2 separate regions of the Pan troglodytes genome follow, and region 2 is linked to region 1. Evidence: chromatin contacts called from public capture Hi-C data. All regions are on one chromosome and are shown on one strand. The core of a region is the stretch at or near the end of the contact, and the rest is flanking DNA. Distances in the headings are between cores, read along the strand shown. Region 1 has its middle 21 kb from the start of SLC45A3. Region 2 overlaps SLC45A3 (solute carrier family 45 member 3).

Region 1 (2,795 bases), core at 206-2,705:
TGGACAGTTTTGTGGGGCTTTTTTTTTTTTTTTCCTGTAGGATGGGGAAGAAGGAGAAATTTTTATCATAAGGAGTCAGACAAATGTTGGTTTATCTAAATCAGGATTTCTTTTTTTTTTTTTTTGAGACAGAATTTCACTCTTGTCACCAAGGCTGGAGTGCAATAGAGTGAGCCACCACCCCAGCCGAAATCAGGATTTTGTAACCTTAGCACGAATTGACAGATAATTCTTTGTTTTGGGGAGCTGTCCTGTGCATTGTAGGATGTTTACCAGCAACCCTGGCCTCTACCTATCAGATGCCAATAGCACTCTCTTCCCTAGTCATTTTGTTTTGTTTTGTTTTGCTTTGTTTTGTTTTTTTGAGATAGAGTTTCACTCTTTTTCCCAGGCTGGAGTGCAGTGGCAGGATCTCGGCTCACTGAAACCTCCACCTCCCGGTTTCAAGCAATTCTGCTTCCTCAGTCTCCCAAGTAGCTGAGATTACAGGCATGCGCCATCACGCGCTGCTAATTTTTGTAATTTTAATAGAGATGGGTTTCACCATGTTGGCCAGGCTGGTCTCGAACTCCTGACCTTGTGATCTGCCCACCTCAGCCTCCCAAAGTGCTGGGATTACAGCCGTGAGCCACCACGCCCAGCCTTCTAGTTGTTATTAAAAAAATAAAAAGTGTTCAGACACTGCCACATGTCCACTGGGGAATAAAATTGCCTCAATTGACAACACTGATCTAAATGTTTCCTACAATTTTTTTTCTAGTGATTTGGTCTTGAGTTTTTCATTCTATAGGTCTTATCAAAGAGCGAGGGACAAAGCTGGCTTCAAGAGAAGAAGCCCAACCCTTGGCCCCACTTGCCCTGCCTAGCTTAGGGAGCCCCAGGCAACCTCTGCTTTTTCACCTTGACCACTGCAGTCCATCTGGCAACCCAGACCTGGACTAGAAGCAGGAAGAAAAGGATCACGAGGAGGCACAGCACCTCTAGGAACGCACAACTAGGACTTACAGCTGGGGCTGGGCTTGCATCTGCCTGCCTCCTGCTGCACAGTGCTCCTAATGCAGCAAGATTTTCGGAATTCTATGTACCCTAGGGCACACCTAGTGTTTCTTGTTTGTGTTTGGCCTGTTCATGTGTATGATAGAGAAATAGAGAGGCAGAGTGTGGAATTTTTGTGTGTTTGGGAGGGTGGGGGGCTGGAACAGGGGCTTCTCATCACTCTGGAGCCCCTCTCTTGTCAATGCACCAAAGGATGTGTTCACTCTCCAGGGTCCTCCCATTTCCCCCAGCTAATTACTTGCCTATTTAATGAAAGGAAATAGTTTCTCAGCTAAGCTGGGAAACCCAAGTCCCTGGTGCCCCCTCATCATGGGTATCTGGGAAGGACAAGAAAGGAAGCAGCTGCTCCTACTTCTTGCCTTCCCAACCCTCTTGAGGGGTGCCCGGCCCCACCTGGAGACAGGAACCATTTCCTTCTGCCAGCAGGAGCCTCCAGACCTGCCACCGGGCATGGCCAGGACATGGATACGTTGAGAAAACCCAAGCAAAGGATGGGATTAGGTGGTGGATACGGGCTGGATGTCAACCAGACCCCTGAGGAAGCCAAGTTTTTTATTCACAGCCCCTCAGCTGCAGCCTAGGAGCGAGGGAGTGTGACTGTCCCCCACCCCTGCTGTGTACAGCTGCTGGGGACAGAGCCGGCTGCTCTAAGCTTGGCTGGGGTTGGGGGCAGGGACACAGTGGGGGAGGCAGGGGAGATTGGCTGAAGTCCCAGGACAAGGCTGCAAGATCTTCCTCTCCCTCCAGGGCCTCCCTCAGTCAGCACAGTCTCTGGGAGGTGGTTTCAGAAAACAGTCAGTTGGGGACTATAGGTGAGGGGGTGCTGGGGAGAGAAGTTACCGGTCCAGGAAACAGCTGGGCTGCTGTTTCCCTAGAGAGGTTACTCATGGAGCAGATTCCAGGATGTGAGGGTTCTGGGCACCTTTCCTCTTTCCACTACTGGAAAGGAGAGAGAGAGAGAGAGACCCACAGTGGTTCCATGGTCTCTTCAACACCTACAGTGAGATGGAAGCTGGTCAGCTGGGAGCCTGGCAATGTGGGATTACACAAGAGAAAATCTCTGGCCTCTTCTCTTTCAGCCACCCACCCTCCAAAAAACACAAAAATTTCATACTCTGCCTCTCTATTTCTCTATCATACACATGAACAGGTCAAACACAAACAAGAAACAGGGTTATCCTGAAGGTTCTAAGAGCTTCCCACCTCCCAATTCTCCTTTAAAAAAAATAAAATGCCAAAGTTGAAGAGACTGGGATTGGGGAAATCGGGAAGAGGAGTAACCTGAACATATGGTCCTTCACCAATCATTTAGCAATGTCTTCCCGGAAGAAAATCAGGACAGTCATTTGTTGTGCATCGATGGCATTCAGCTAGATAAGAGAAACAGGCAGAAGAAAGAAACCGGAAACACAGTTGAGAGTACAAGCCCTTTGAGGGCAGGAGACCTTTCAAGTCTTTTGTGTTTGGTTTTTGTTTTGTTTTGTTTTGTTTTGTTTTTGAGATGGAGCCTTGCTCTGTCGCCCAGGCTGGAGTGCAGTGGCGTGATCTCAGCTCACTGAGGGATCATGCCACCTCTGCCTCCCATGTTCAAGCACTTCTGCCTCAGCCTCCTGAGTAGCTGGGATTACAAGTGTGCACCACCAGGCCAGGCTAATTTTTTTATTTTTAGTAAAGACAGGGTTTCACCATGTTGGCCAGGCTGATCTCAAACTCTTGACTTTAAGTGATCTGCCCACCTT
Region 2 (2,821 bases), core at 278-2,777, 43 kb after region 1:
GTGGCAGGCAGGGAGGAGAAGTCCTGGGAGGCCCCTTCCTAACAGCAGCTGATGGCAGACTTGGCACTGCACGCTGTCTGCCTGTTTCTTTGCCCACTTGTTGAGCTGCATGGTGAGCCGTGGGCTTCCCTGGCGTCAGGTTTGAGCTCTGCCATGGCTCCCACCTCGCAAATGCCCCCAACTCAACTCTTCTGGCATGGGGACAATGTTGGATAAGACCTGGCCTTGTCCTTAAATAGGAGGCTCTGGGCCATCAAGGGCAGGGGTTGGGGGGATGGTGGTCGACCAGTCACTCTGATCTAAGTCAGACAGCAGGAAGGAAGTGAGAAGCCTTCAACATTAGCACAGCTGGGGCTAGGGGAGGTGGGAAGAGGGACATTCCTCCTGCTTGGGGTCTACTGGATTCTCCCTGCCCCAAGGCTGGGGACAAGGGAGCTCATGGCAGGGCAGCTACCCTAGTGGCATCTGGGACCCCAGAGAGGCAGAGCTTCCAGATGTCAGAGTGGAGGGCAGGCAGGAAGGAAGGTTAGGAGAGCCTGCGTGGGGTTTGGGCCATCAGGGGCCCTGCCTTGGCTTTTGTTCCTCTGTTCTGTGCATCTCTTACCACCGTCTTCATTCCCCCTGTGTCTTTTCCTTACCTTGGAGCTCTGTTCTCTCTGATCTGTGATATTGAGTTTGTCTGCCTCTTACCTGTTCTAAGAGGCTAGAGGAAACCTAGACTTCTGGGTTCACATTTGTCCCCGCCCCACCCCGTTACCCTTCTCCCACTCCTGAGGAAGGGTCCTGGATAGACCTGGACCAAGTAGGGTCTCCATCTTCTCTCCTGCTCCTGATTCTCATGAAGTCCCATTGCTCCTGGGATGGAGGCCAGGGTCTGTTCTCACAGCTGGGGTGGTGCCACTGCTGGGTACACACCTGTCCTCTTCCCCTTTTCTTCACCCCTCTGCCTTAGGTGTTCCTGCCCAAATACCGAGGGGACACTGGAGGCGCTAGCAGTGAGGACAGCCTGATGACCAGCTTCCTGCCAGGCCCTAAGCCTGGAGCTCCCTTCCCTAATGGACACGTGGGTGCTGGAGGCAGTGGCCTGCTCCCACCTCCACCCGCGCTCTGCGGGGCCTCTGCCTGTGATGTCTCCGTACGTGTGGTGGTGGGTGAGCCCACCGAGGCCAGGGTGGTTCCGGGCCGGGGCATCTGCCTGGACCTCGCCATCCTGGATAGTGCCTTCCTGCTGTCCCAGGTGGCCCCATCCCTGTTTATGGGCTCCATCGTCCAGCTCAGCCAGTCTGTCACTGCCTATATGGTGTCTGCCGCAGGCCTGGGTCTGGTCGCCATTTACTTTGCTACACAGGTAGTATTTGACAAGAGTGACTTGGCCAAATACTCAGTGTAGAAAACTTCCAGCACATTGGGGTGGAGGGCCTGCCTCACTGGGTCCCAGCTCCCCCCTCCTGTTAGCCCCATGGGGCTGCCGGGCTGGCCGCCAGTTTCTGTTGCTGCCAAAGTAATGTGGCTCTCTGCTGCCACCCTGTGCTGCTGAGGTGCGTAGCTGCACAGCTGGGGGCTGGGGCGTCCCTCTCCTCTTTCCCCAGTCTCTAGGGCTGCCTGACTGGAGGCCTTCCAAGGGGGTTTCAGTCTGGACTTATACAGGGAGGCCAGAAGGGCTCCATGCACTGGAATGCGGGGACTCTGCAGGTGGATTACCCAGGCTCAGGGTTAACAGCTAGCCTCCTGGTTGAAACACACCTAGAGAAGGGTTTTTGGGAGCTGAATAAACTCAGTCACCTGGTTTCCCACCTCTAAGCCCCTTAACCTGCAGCTTCATTTAATGTAGCTCTTGCATGGGAGTTTCTAGGATGAAACACTCCTCCATGGGATTTGAACATATGAAAGTTATTTGTAGGGGAAGAGTCCTGAGGGGCAACACACAAGAACCAGGTCCCCTCAGCCCACAGCACTGTCTTTTTGCTGATCCACCCCCCTCTTACCTTTTATCAGGATGTCGCCTGTTGGTCCTTCTGTTGCCATCACAGGGACACAGGCATTTAAATATTTAACTTATTTATTTAACAAAGTAGAAGGGAATCCATTGCTAGCTTTTCTGTGTTGGTGTCTAATATTTGGGTAGGGTGGGGGATCCCCAACAATCAGGTCCCCTGAGATAGCTGGTCATTGGGCTGATCATTGCCAGAATCTTCTTCTCCTGGGGTCTGGCCCCCCAAAATGCCTAACCCAGGACCTTGGAAATTCTACTCATCCCAAATGATAATTCCAAATGCTGTTACCCAAGGTTAGGGTGTTGAAGGAAGGTGGAGGGTGGGGCTTCAGGTCTCAACGGCTTCCCTAACCACCCCTCTTCTCTTGGCCCAGCCTGGTTCCCCCCACTTCCACTCCCCTCTACTCTCTCTAGGACTGGGCTGATGAAGGCACTGCCCAAAATTTCCCCTACCCCCAACTTTCCCCACCGGCTCCACAACCCTGTTTGGAGCTACTGCAGGACCAGAAGCACAAAGTGCGGTTTCCCAAGCCTTTGTCCATCTCAGCCCCCAGAGTATATCTGTGCTTGGGGAATCTCACACAGAAACTCAGGAGCACCCCCTGCCTGAGCTAAGGGAGGTCTTATCTCTCAGGGGGGTTTAAGTGCCGTTTGCAATAATGTCGTCTTATTTATTTAGCAGGGTGAATATTTTATACTGTAAGTGAGCAATCAGAGTATAATGTTTATGGTGACAAAATTAAAGGCTTTCTTATATGTTTATTGGCATGTGTTTCTTTTATGAGGGGGAAAGTCCTGATCTTTCTACAACATTCTTAACTCTCAGTT

Evidence for each region. Capture Hi-C pulls out chosen DNA fragments and counts their contacts.
Region 2: a contact with region 1 is called in a capture Hi-C map of stem cell-derived neural stem cells, with 2.8 times the contacts expected there. The contact joins two enhancer-like sites. A contact is called at or near these places in 4 of 7 Hi-C or Micro-C datasets (blood, induced pluripotent stem cells and stem cell-derived neural progenitor cells) and 1 of 1 other capture datasets (stem cell-derived neural stem cells).

Annotation. Positions count from the first base shown.
Region 1 is chr1:43,377,441-43,380,235 of NHGRI_mPanTro3-v2.0_pri, forward strand. No RefSeq gene overlaps it. Among named protein-coding and RNA genes, the nearest start is that of SLC45A3, 21 kb to the right of the region's middle. Within about 2 kb of position 1,456, at least 5 of the 24 cell types and tissues checked have an H3K27ac peak or open chromatin away from gene starts, as enhancers often do. A contact at or near this core is called in induced pluripotent stem cells and stem cell-derived neural stem cells, where this site is marked.
Region 2 is chr1:43,420,209-43,423,029 of NHGRI_mPanTro3-v2.0_pri, forward strand. SLC45A3 (solute carrier family 45 member 3) reads left to right here. Exons shown (of 5, transcript XM_514140.8): 5 at 953-2,755. The coding sequence ends at 1,390. Among named protein-coding and RNA genes, the nearest start is that of SLC45A3, 21 kb to the left of the region's middle. Within about 2 kb of position 1,528, at least 7 of the 24 cell types and tissues checked have an H3K27ac peak or open chromatin away from gene starts, as enhancers often do. A contact at or near this core is called in induced pluripotent stem cells and stem cell-derived neural stem cells, where this site is marked.